2 separate regions of the Canis lupus genome follow, and region 2 is linked to region 1. A link is a contact called in public Hi-C data. All regions are on one chromosome and are shown on one strand. The core of a region is the stretch at or near the end of the contact, and the rest is flanking DNA. Distances in the headings are between cores, read along the strand shown. Region 1 has its middle 150 kb from the start of DCN. Region 2 holds the start of BTG1 (protein BTG1).

The links. A called contact is a pair of places that touch in the nucleus more often than the background predicts.
Region 2: a contact with region 1 is called in a Hi-C map of blood, with 5 times the contacts expected there. The contact joins the promoter of BTG1 here to the enhancer-like site in region 1. A contact is called at or near these places in 3 of 9 Hi-C or Micro-C datasets (amygdala, blood and skin fibroblasts).

The regions. Positions count from the first base shown.
Region 1 is chr15:32,328,193-32,333,597 of UU_Cfam_GSD_1.0, reverse strand. No RefSeq gene overlaps it. Among named protein-coding and RNA genes, the nearest start is that of DCN, 150 kb to the right of the region's middle. Within about 2 kb of position 2,732, at least 11 of the 20 cell types and tissues checked have an H3K27ac peak or open chromatin away from gene starts, as enhancers often do. A contact at or near this core is called in blood, where this site is marked.
Region 2 is chr15:32,949,676-32,955,184 of UU_Cfam_GSD_1.0, reverse strand. It overlaps BTG1 (protein BTG1), which reads left to right and starts at 3,676. Exons shown (of 2, transcript XM_038558635.1): 1 at 3,676-4,147; 2 at 4,944-5,509. The coding sequence starts at 4,000. The coding sequence ends at 5,311.

The sequences.
Region 1 (5,405 bases), core at 1,483-3,982:
TTTCTAGAGTTAATAATAAAACTTGAGTGATACAGGTAATTCTGGAAAGAGGAGATTTGAAAATAAAATTACCCAGGAGAGTACCTCAATTATCAATTTTGTCTTGGCACCAGCAACAGAGCCCGAATGATCTTTGCCAAATCTTTCAACTTATTGTTTACCAACCCTTAAAATGTTTATTAAACGGAGATTATAATAATGATAAATCCCAGAGAGCATTGTGAAGGATTACACAAAAATGATAATGGCATGCTTTGTTAATGTTAAATGATAAATACCTAACTCCGTTAGGATTGTACTCTGGATCAAATGAAGTGATGAATAACATAGCTATTGGAAAATGTAAAGTATGGCTTTTGTAGGACTTAAATCTCAGATATGCAAGAAATGGCTTTTGCATTACTTTTTGTAAATTAACCTACTTTTAACTCCAAGGCTCAATTTCACCATATTGTCTAGGAATCCTCTAGCCTTCCCAAAATAGCACCAGAGAATGGGAGGTTTGAATTTTCCTGAAAACAGGGAAGAGCCTGTCATCTCCCAGGGTTATGTGGTCACTTCTGACTTTGTCACTCTCCAAGAGATCCCCAGGAGGTCTGGAAGCTCTCTGATGGTTGTATAACATTCCCAGGTGGGAATTTTTGGAGGGTTGGGGGAACTTGGTGTCTGCTCTCTCTGGATCCACCTCATTTCTGTGGGCTTCCAATGCCTCCTGTTGAACTCTGGAGTCATCCTGCCTCTCTGCCTCTCCAGCATTCATCCAGAGGCTAGGCCTCCAGACCCACTTTTCTGGGACACACAGTCAGTGAGACCCTGTTTCGGTTTATTGGTGTGGGCCTGAAAAGTCTTCAGCTTCTTGTCTTGCCACATCCCTCCTCAAAGGGGTGAACCCGAGGCAGAGTCTGTTTCCCCCTGGAATGGAAAGCATGGGTACAAAATGAAAGGGAAGCATGGGTACAGAATGAGAGGGAAATAGGAAAAAAATATTTCTTTAAAAATACACAATCTGTGCAGACGTCCCTGTGAGGCTTCCTATTACTGATGACCAGTTGTGGCAAGGAAGCAGCACTGGTGTCTTGTGAGGGCTGCTTTAGGCTTCTAGACGGTTGAGGGAGGTGACTTCCTGTGTGCTTTCGGCTCAAGCTTCAGAGTTGTACCACAAGATACAAGAGGCTCTCACTTTCCTTTGTGCCATCTCTTCCCTGAGCACCCTGAGGATGACATAGTGGCAGCCTTCAGGGCTGGGGCTTAAGCAGGTCAGCAGCTGACAGGCATAGGGAGATAAGGTACTTGGCTCTCATGGCCAAGGGCCTCTTTTGCTGCAACGGCTCCAACCTCCTTCTAGAAGAGCCACCCTACACCCCTTCATGGGCAGTTGCAGCTACATCCTTGGTGATGGATTCCTTTAACTGGCTCTGGGCTGATATGACAAAGCCAAGACTATAAAACTCACAAAAGTACTGCAAGAGAACAGAACCTACATCCCCCACCCCCCCCCCCCCCCCCCCACCCCCCCCACCCCGCCCCCAGACATTTCATGCTGAAAACCACATCTACACAATCCTCTGGAGATTTAGTTGTTTAGGACTCTACACCTGCTAGCTTTGTGGCTCTGCCTGTGATTCTCTGCACTTCAGATTTATTATCTACAGCCTCCGGTTCTAGCTGTGCTTCTCGGCATATCAATACTTTGTCCATCCATAATGTCTTAATTCGATTTTTTTTTTCTTTTTCCGAAGGAGACTATCCTAAACTGAGCACATGTACACACATACCAGTACAAAAGAAAGAAAGGGAAAGAAAGGGAAGGGAAAGAAAGGAATGGAAAGGGAGGGGAAGAGGAGGAAAAAAATGATGCACTATCATTCCAGTTTTTGTACTGTTAGGTGCACAGGCCACTCCTCTCAGCAAGCTCCCCCTGCCCTCCCCCCACCCCATCCATGTTTTATGGCAAAGGATCTAATACAAGCTCATAAAGACAGTTGGGACCAATAATTAGCAAATGCAATATTTTACGACAGACTATGCGTTTCCTTAAAGGGGGAGCTCTTGAGAAATATTGCTCCTTGATTACACCTGATTACACAATAAAAATGATTCCATTTTTATTGTTTGATGTTTGATTTTCTTAGGCCTTTTATACCACACCAAGAACAAAGTTTCAGGTTTTAGTCACTAATCGCTTGTCATAAAAGCTATATTGGAGACCAAAAGAAAAAAAAAAAAAAGAGGGTGAACCCGTAGTTTTCTGGGAAGAGAAGATATAGAAAATTTATGTGTTATCTGTATTTCTTTTGCCAACACTATGCTGGACTTGGTAACTGTCCAGGTTCCCTACGTAAGCGGTGCAAGTGTGGGTCCTTGTGCCTGCCCTAAATGCTCGGGCCGTCTGTGAATAACCTGGTCAAGAAAGCCAGTTGAAGGCCACGAGATAGCTTCTGAGCTCCTCCGTGTTATGCAACCTTCCCAGTGTTGACTGTGGCAGCATTTGTCCCCTGCAGCACTTCGGGGGCCTGCGAAGTCACCCGTGCTGTTGAGGGGTGCCTTGCTTCACAGTGATGACCCGAAGCCTGCTGCTTGAGGGCTGCCAACACTACCTCCCCACTCCCTTTTGTCCTACCTGGAAGGCACCTACCAACCCCGGTTTCTCCTTTCTTTTAAGACTTCAAGGAGGAAAAGAGGCTCTGAAGGGGCTCGTTAGCTGTGTCACAGCGGCCCCTGCAGGCTCAGGGTGCGCAGGTGGCCCAAACTCGCAGGTCCGCGCCTTTGCCTGCACCCTAGTCGCCCAGTAGTTTGCTTATCTTGCGACCTCTCGCAGCATCAATCAGGAATTGCTTGACCCTGAGAACGGGAGCTGTTTCTGATGCCTAAAAACCAAAGTTTCCGGAGCGGACTGCCTACGAGGCGAGGCCCACGAGTCTTTGTTTTCTCTTTGTGCGATTGAAGGGGGGACTCGTGGACGAGTTACTTTCTGTGCCCCAGCAAGTCCGCATTAGAGAACTTGTGCATAGCCATAATCCAGCGCCTTTGATCGCTCCCCCGCCCCCACTCGGGAAGAGAAAATGTTTGCAAAAAAAAAAAAAAAAAAAAATAGCTGAAATCTCAGGAAGAAAGAAAAAAAAATTTCCTAGCGCTCTGGCTTTTCTGGGTTTGCAAATGTGCACGGCTCAGGCACCCGGATGATTCATCCCCTGCAAGCCTAAGCGCCCCATTTGTTTTGTAGATCTCACTACCCCCTTTGTTCTGCTTCAAACCTTTCAGAGGGCTGAAATGCATTATTACCTTGTTAAATCTCAACCAAAATCATTTCTACAGCCTGAAGCTGTTTTGACGTGGGTTGAGCATCTCACACACAAAAGAATGGCTTTTGTTCCCAGAAGCGCTCATTGGCTGAGTGGCCTTTGCGCCGAGCCAATCAGAAACCAGTTGTTAGGCCTGGCTGGCTATTTTTAGCTTCACTGGGGAAAAAAAAATACTTGGTGGTGGAGGGGGTGAGCTGGAGAGGGAAAGTGGCGTACAGTAAAAAGCAAACAGCAAAACGCGTTTTGGATGGCACGGCGTGTTTGGCATTCTTCCTTGAATTACTCATGCACTGTTACATTAGCACGTGTTTTTTGGTAAACAACAAACAGAACTAGGACTGCATCTCCTGGTGTCGAATTATCTATTTAGCGAAGAAACAGAGAGTCTAAGAAATAGTCAATATTACCTTTTTATCCAAAAGCAACACACTGTATCGTGTAGTTTTTTTTTTTTCTTCTTTTTCACAAACACGCAAAAATGCCTGTTACCATACAGAGAAAAAAACCTGGGAGTTTTTTTTTCCCCCCAAAGAATTTTTTTTTTTTATGAATTTTTATCTTGGGTTAATAGAAATTTTCAGTGACCTGTTCATTGAAACTTATAGAGTCATAGGAGCATCCTTCCCTCTTGCCCTTTAAAGACGTATATAAATGTACAGTCGAGTATGCACAGCACATGGTGTGTAGCAATTAAAATCATAAATATTCAGTATGTTTTATGCCTGGATATAAAGCATTCTTTTGAGCATGTTCTTTCATTGAAGCCATTACTCAGTAGGCAAAGAAGCGTTACCCCCCCCCCAATGCTCTTGAGGTGACAAAGCATTACAACACACGATTTGTTAATTATCTAATATCAGAAAATGAAAGTTGCCAAATGGGAAAAGTTGGGGCTGAAACTGATTTTCTAGAAGACATCTATTTAACTGTGGAAAAAGAGCCACGCTGAACCAAAATTTTATACCAAATCAATTTTATTAATAGGAAAGACAATCTCTTCCTGGAAAGAAAGAGAGAAAGAGAGAAAGAAAGAAGAAAGAAAAAGAAAGAAAGAAAGAAAGAAAGAAAGAAAGAAAGAAAGAAAGAAAGAAAGAAAGAAAAGAAAAGCAAAGCCAAGCCAGATCTATGTCCAATTCTTAAGACATGTTTCAAATAGTAGATTTTCCCAATATTTCTTAGTTAAGCTTGGGACTGTGACTTCATGCGCTGCTGTGATTTGTTTCATTGTTTTAAGAAAAATCCCCTTTTGCCTCTAGTCGTAAGACATCAGATTGCCGTTTAGACATGTGTGAGCAGGGAATCTGGATCACAGGCTTTCTGAGAAAACTGGAAAGCTTCAGGAAGGAGACAAGATTCAAGAGCTAAGCCTAGGATTACAAAAGTGATTGGCTGTGGTCTTCTGTGAGCCAGGATGGCCTAGTATCCGGTGGGCAGAGGCCAAGGAATTGACCAAAAATTGTACCAGAGTGAAGAGAGTAGTACAAAAAAGTTTTGGGAGGAAACCATCCTTGTTTTCAGCAATACAGAATATAGTGTTCAGGAAAAATGTCCCCTGGGTTTCTGAAGATGGATTTGAGTAGCTGAAATAAGGCACTTTGGAAAGAGTTATCTTTTTCATTCCAACATCAATTTGGTGCACACTGGGACAGGTTTTAAGAAGGCAGCTATACAATAGCTCCCAGGAGTTTAGCTAGGTTTTTGTAGACAACCAGCTGCTAACAATTTCGTTTAATATGCAGTCTTAGTAAATTAAAGGAATCTGACAAATCAAGCCCCAGCATGATTCTTATTTGTTTGCCGTGGTGGAGCATGTTGAACCCCAGCAGAAATTAATCCATTGCAATTTTTCTCTTCCAGACTGGCATTTTATTTGCACGCTTCCTTGTGCCAGGTGTCTTTTGCTCCTGACTTGGTCACCTGAACAATTCCTTAGTTTAATATTTCCCTGCCTAAAAACCAAATGTGTCACAATAGTAACACTCTTAGGATCATGTGAATGTCCAGTTCTGTCTATGTGTTTCTATTTAAATTCCTGAAAGGCAAAAGAATAAAATATAAAATAAAATAAAATAATAAATAAAATAAAATAAAATAAAATAAAAT
Region 2 (5,509 bases), core at 2,427-4,926, 620 kb before region 1:
TTAGGCATTGGGGTACAATAGCGAATTACATAGGATGCCTGCTCCCAAAAATTTACAGACTAGAAAGAGAGACTAGCAAACACAATAAATCTAGGGTGTTTGCTAAGTCCCAGAGCCAGCGGAAAGCAAAGCAGAATACTGTAGACATTTACTCAAGTGCAGAGTCAGGAAAGCTTCTTGGAGGACTAGCAGAAATTAGCTGGGGAGAGGGGAAAGGGAGAGGCTATCTCAGGCAGCGGGACTAGCATATAAAACGAACAGCATAATAGCTTCATTTAGAGCTATCATCTTCATAGATTAATAGTTTAGATGAGTTCCCCAGTGCAGGGCCATGATGACATGCAAAAAGTGGCATTTAGTGACTTTAAAATTATTCAATTAGAAGACCATGCTTTATTCTAATATGGATACCTTCCCTACTTTGGGGATGTTAAAATGTCATCCTTTTCCCAAAATGATAGTGATAGCAGATGGTAATGTGATTAAAAAAAAATTCTTTGGCAAAATAAAACATTTTCAACCTTGTGTTCATCCTTAAATTTTACTAGTCTATGAAATAAACAAGTTTATTCCCCTGCCCTATGTAAGTCTTTATTTTTTTTCCCACTTTCTCATTTTGGTTGCAAAACACAATACTCAACAAGTGTATAGGTTGCTCTGATTTGTAGGCCAGAGCAAACAGTTTTAGTTACAGTTGAGCTGAGGGATGGGACAATAAATCCCCAGCCCTTTGAAATTCTAGTTAGTTGTCCAATAGTTACCTCTATAGAAAGGGCTTTCTGAACTCCTGAATGCTCTTTCCAAAGACATTTGTGCTTTTACTTGCAAACTGATTTTGAAACCGAGGTTCATTTCCTGGATTTGCTTTGATAGGCTTCCTAAGTTTTGTTTGTTTTTAATGTAAATTTTTCTAGGTTTGGGAAATAAATCCAATATTATCAAATTGCCTGATGACGATATAAGCCAGTGGATGCTTATTTAGTGCCGGAGATAGTGCTAAATTAGTCTCTATAGTTATTCCACTTAGTCCTCACAATAACCTTTAAGCTTCTGAAGAAAATAGTATGCAGAGAAGCAAGTAACTTGCCTCTTACAGTCAAGAGTTGGATTTGTAAAGACAGGTGACCCTTCAACAACACGGGTTCGAGCTGCAGGGGTCTACTGACAGGAGGCCTTTTTGATAAATGTTATACTATATTGTAAACGTATTTTCTCTTGTGATTTTAATAACATTTTCTTTTCTCAGCGTTACTTTATTATAAGAATACAGTGTCTAACATATATAATATACAAAATATGCCTTAACTGACCATTTATGCTATTGGTAAGGCTTCTGGTCCACGATGGGCTACGAGTGGTTAAGTTTTGGGGGAGTCAAAAGTAATAGGTGGATTTGACTGCTTGTGGTTCCTTACCCCTAATCCCTGCGTTTTTCAAGGGTCAACTGTAGTTGACACTGCCCTGTAGTTTAACCTAACAGCAAAACGAGAAAGTGCCTTTATAATTCAAAAGCTGTCAAGATACACTAGCTTGTTTTTTTAGATGAGACCACCTCTGGAAAAATATTACTAAACATATGTATGTCCAGAATTGAAAATTGTCAGTAATTGACATTGTGCACTATGGAAAGCTTGCATTTAGGACCAATATTCATTTCCAGTTCTTTCCCAGTGCTCTCCCTAAATTCTCCAGGTAGAAGAGTAATTTCTTAGATCCATTTGTCTCTTAAAAGGATGATTTAAAGAAGGAAACATACACATGCAATAAAGAACAGTGTGGAGGTGAGTTTAACTTTCTGGTAACCCTATTCAACTGATTTTAAAAGCTTTCAGAAGGGGTCCAGCCGCTGCCTGGGAAGGCACTTATAAGTGGAGAGAAGATGCACTTTGGGGGACGAGGCTGAGTTCAAATCCTAGCAGTTTGTTACCTTCATAAATTTTTTTTGCAGAAGAGTCAAATGAAGCTCAGAATTATCAGCAGTCCAAGTTGGAGACCAGGCTTGGAGGAGAAAAACCTTCATTTGATTGCTCATCTCATGCTCAAATGACTGATAAAGTGAGGGAAATGAACGGAGCACACGATTGAGGGCGGGTGGGGTTGGGAGGGAGATCAGAAGACCTTGTGCTGGGGCTCTGGTCAGCCAGAAATTTACTTCTGTTTCCCTACCTCCTTTTTGCGTAGTATAAGGGGTTTCACGTCCTCAATGAATGACCATGATCTTTATTTTTAAGCACAGTTCTATCTGAAAAGTCCTGGAAGGACACAGAGGTACTTCATTTACCATTATTTTTGATGCATTCGTCCAAAGAAAATTAGGACGTTCCCATGTAACTAATTACTGTGTATGGATGAATAAACAATCTCAAGGGTGTTCCTTCAAACCCAGTTTTACGTGTTCCATTTAAACAATAAATGTCTTCTCCCTCCGCTTTGCAACATCCTCCTTTTGCTTCATTTCTATACCCGCTGGCTCAGTACTTAAAAACACAGACACACACACACACACACAACTCCAAGTGGTGTGTTTTGCAATATTGATGACCAACTCAACTCAGGATATTTATTTCCATCTGGTGGAGTCCAACTTCTGCCTCTTGTTTGCTTCCTCCATCTGCCGGGACTCACCATCTCCCTTTTTCTGCCCCCTCCTCCTTAACCGAGTCAGGCTTAACCCTCTCCTGGGCTTAATCATTTTAGCAGGCTCAGCCCTAGTACAACAGTCCTTTTTTTTTTTTCTTCTTCTTTTTTTTTTTCTTTTCTAGTTTCGCCAGTAGGGTTTCCAGTAAACTCAGATGCCTACGACTAATACTTTGACAAGCTCCAAATTCACTATTTATTTTTTTCTGTTTTTCTAATGAGCAGCAGCACTCTAAGGGCCCCACAGTTATTTGGACTGGATGGGGGGGAGGGGAGGAAGAAGAGCAGCCAACCTTTGGTTAGGGTATAAACGGTGTAAAAGGCATCATACTGCCTCCCCACCCCCCAATTCCGCTTAAACTTTACGGGCGCCGCGTCTACACGGATCTGGGGTGCCGGGCTCTGCCGGCGGCGCGGGGCCGGATTCCCCAAGGTCCGCGCTCCTCTCCTCTGCGCCCCGAAGTTACGGCGGCCGCAGCCCGACGCTGCCCTTTTCTGTATTTTGCAGTCAGACCTTTACGGAGCCTTCGCTCCGCGCCTCCCCTCCGCCTCCGCCTCCGCCTCCGCGAGCCCGTGGGCGCCCGGCCCCGACCCCGGGCGGCCGCCGCTCCTCCGGGTCCGCACCTCCGGCGCCCGCGCGCGCGGACCGGCCGAGCCCCGCCGCCCCCGGCCCCGCGCCCCGCGTCCCGCAGCCGCCCCAGCGGGGGGAGGAGCGCGGCCCGGGGCGGGGCTTTCACTCGCGCACCCGCGCTCGGCCCCCCGCCCCCGCCCCCGCCCCCCGCGTCCCGGCCCAGCCCGCCGCCGCCGCCGCCGCCGCTCGGGAGTTTATTTGTTTACAAGCGGATTACGTCAGCCCCTCCCTCTCGGCCGGGCCCCGGCCCCCGCCCCCTGCTCCCTTTGCCCGCCCCCTCCGGCTCCGAATCCGCTACGTCACAATGGTGCGATCTCCGGATTGGCTGCGGCCGGCCGTCCCCCCCCCCCCGGCTACGCCACTTCCTTTCTCGGCGCTATAAAAGCTACCGCACGGCGCCTGCATCTCTTCGCCCCTCCGAGCTGGAAATGCAACTGTCGGGAGCTTCGGAGGCTGCGGAGCTGGACGCGGAGGCGGCTGGGGAAGTCCGAGCGATGTGACCAGGCCGCCGTCGCTCGTCTCTTCCTCTCGCCTGCCGCCTCCTGTCGTGAAAATAACTTTTTTTTTTTTTTTACTATAAAGGAGAGAGAAAAAAAAAGTAGCTGCCCGCCCCTCCCGCCCTCTGTTCCTCTCAGCCCTGTGAGCCGCGAGGGAGCCCGGGGTGGCCGCTCCGCCGTCGGGGCCGCGCCGCCGAGCCCCGGCCGCCCCGGGCCGCCCCGCCCGCCGCCCCCATGCATCCCTTCTACACCCGGGCCGCCACCATGATAGGCGAGATCGCCGCCGCCGTGTCCTTCATCTCCAAGTTCCTCCGCACCAAGGGGCTCACGAGCGAGCGACAGCTGCAGACCTTCAGCCAGAGCCTGCAGGAGCTGCTGGCAGGTGAGGCGGCCGCGCCGGGCGGGCGGGGGGGCGGGGGCGCGGGCGGGAGCGGCCCGGGCCGTCGGGGCGGCCGCTAACGGCGGGTCCCGGCGAGGCCCCCGCGGCGCCCCGCGCCCCGCGCCCCGCGGCCGGCCCTCGGAGGGGAGAAGGACGGGCGCGCAACAAAGAAACTACGGCCCCCGGGCGGGAGCTGCGGCCCTCGGACGGGACAAAGGAGCTGCGGGGCTGGGGTTGCTCCGGCGCCCCCCCCCCCCCCCGGCCCGTCGTGCGCTCGGCGGCCCGGCCCGGGGTCTCCCCGCGCCCCCTCCGCGGCCCATTAATCACTGGGTTCGTCCCCGGCCGGGTTACAGCCCTGCCCGGCGCGGGGCTTAGGGCTGCTGGTTTTCCTCCCCTTCGGGGTGAACAGCCCGGCGGCGCCTCCGCCGAAGCCGTCAGGCCCATTGTGCGCGGCCGGGCCGGGCCCCCGGCTCCCGGGCCGGAGGAGGTAGAGGCTCCGCCGGGGCCGCCCCGCCGCCTCGACCGGTCGGTTCCTGGGAATGGGTTTGTCCCGCGCCCCGCGCCCCGCCGGGTGCCCTCTCCAGGCCCGCGCGCTCGCCGGCCGGCCCCGCGCACGCTCGGCCCCGCGAGGGCAACGCTGGGCATTTTTTTTTTTTTAAAAGTTGGTGGCTTCACATTTTTCACTTCTCAGAGGAGCCGGCGGAAGCGGGAAGAGGCTGCGGCGGGATGTGTAACAGTAACGATCTAAGTGTTGTTTCTCTGTTCTTTTCCTCCTCCTCCTCCTCCTGTCTTCCTATAGAACATTATAAACATCACTGGTTCCCAGAAAAGCCGTGCAAGGGATCAGGTTACCGTTGTATTCGCATCAACCATAAAATGGATCCTCTGATTGGACAGGCAGCGCAGCGGATTGGACTGAGCAGTCAGGAGCTGTTCAGGCTGCTCCCAAGTGAACTCACACTCTGGGTTGACCCCTACGAAGTGTCCTACCGAATCGGAGAGGATGGCTCCATCTGCGTGCTGTACGAAGCCTCGCCAGCAGGAGGTAGCACTCAAAACAGCAGCAACGTGCAAATGGTAGACAGCAGAATCAGCTGTAAGGAGGAACTTCTCTTGGGCCGAACAAGCCCTTCCAAAAACTACAATATGATGACTGTATCAGGTTAAGATATAGTCTATGGATGGATCATCTTATAATGGATGGATAAATTTGATTTTTGCTTTGGGTGGGCTCCTCTTGGGGATGGATTATGGAATTTAAACCATGTCACAGCTGTGAAGATCTGGCACAAGATAGAGTGGTAAAAAAAATTTTTTTTTTAAAGTGACAGTGCCATAGTTTGGACAGTACCTTTCAATGATTTA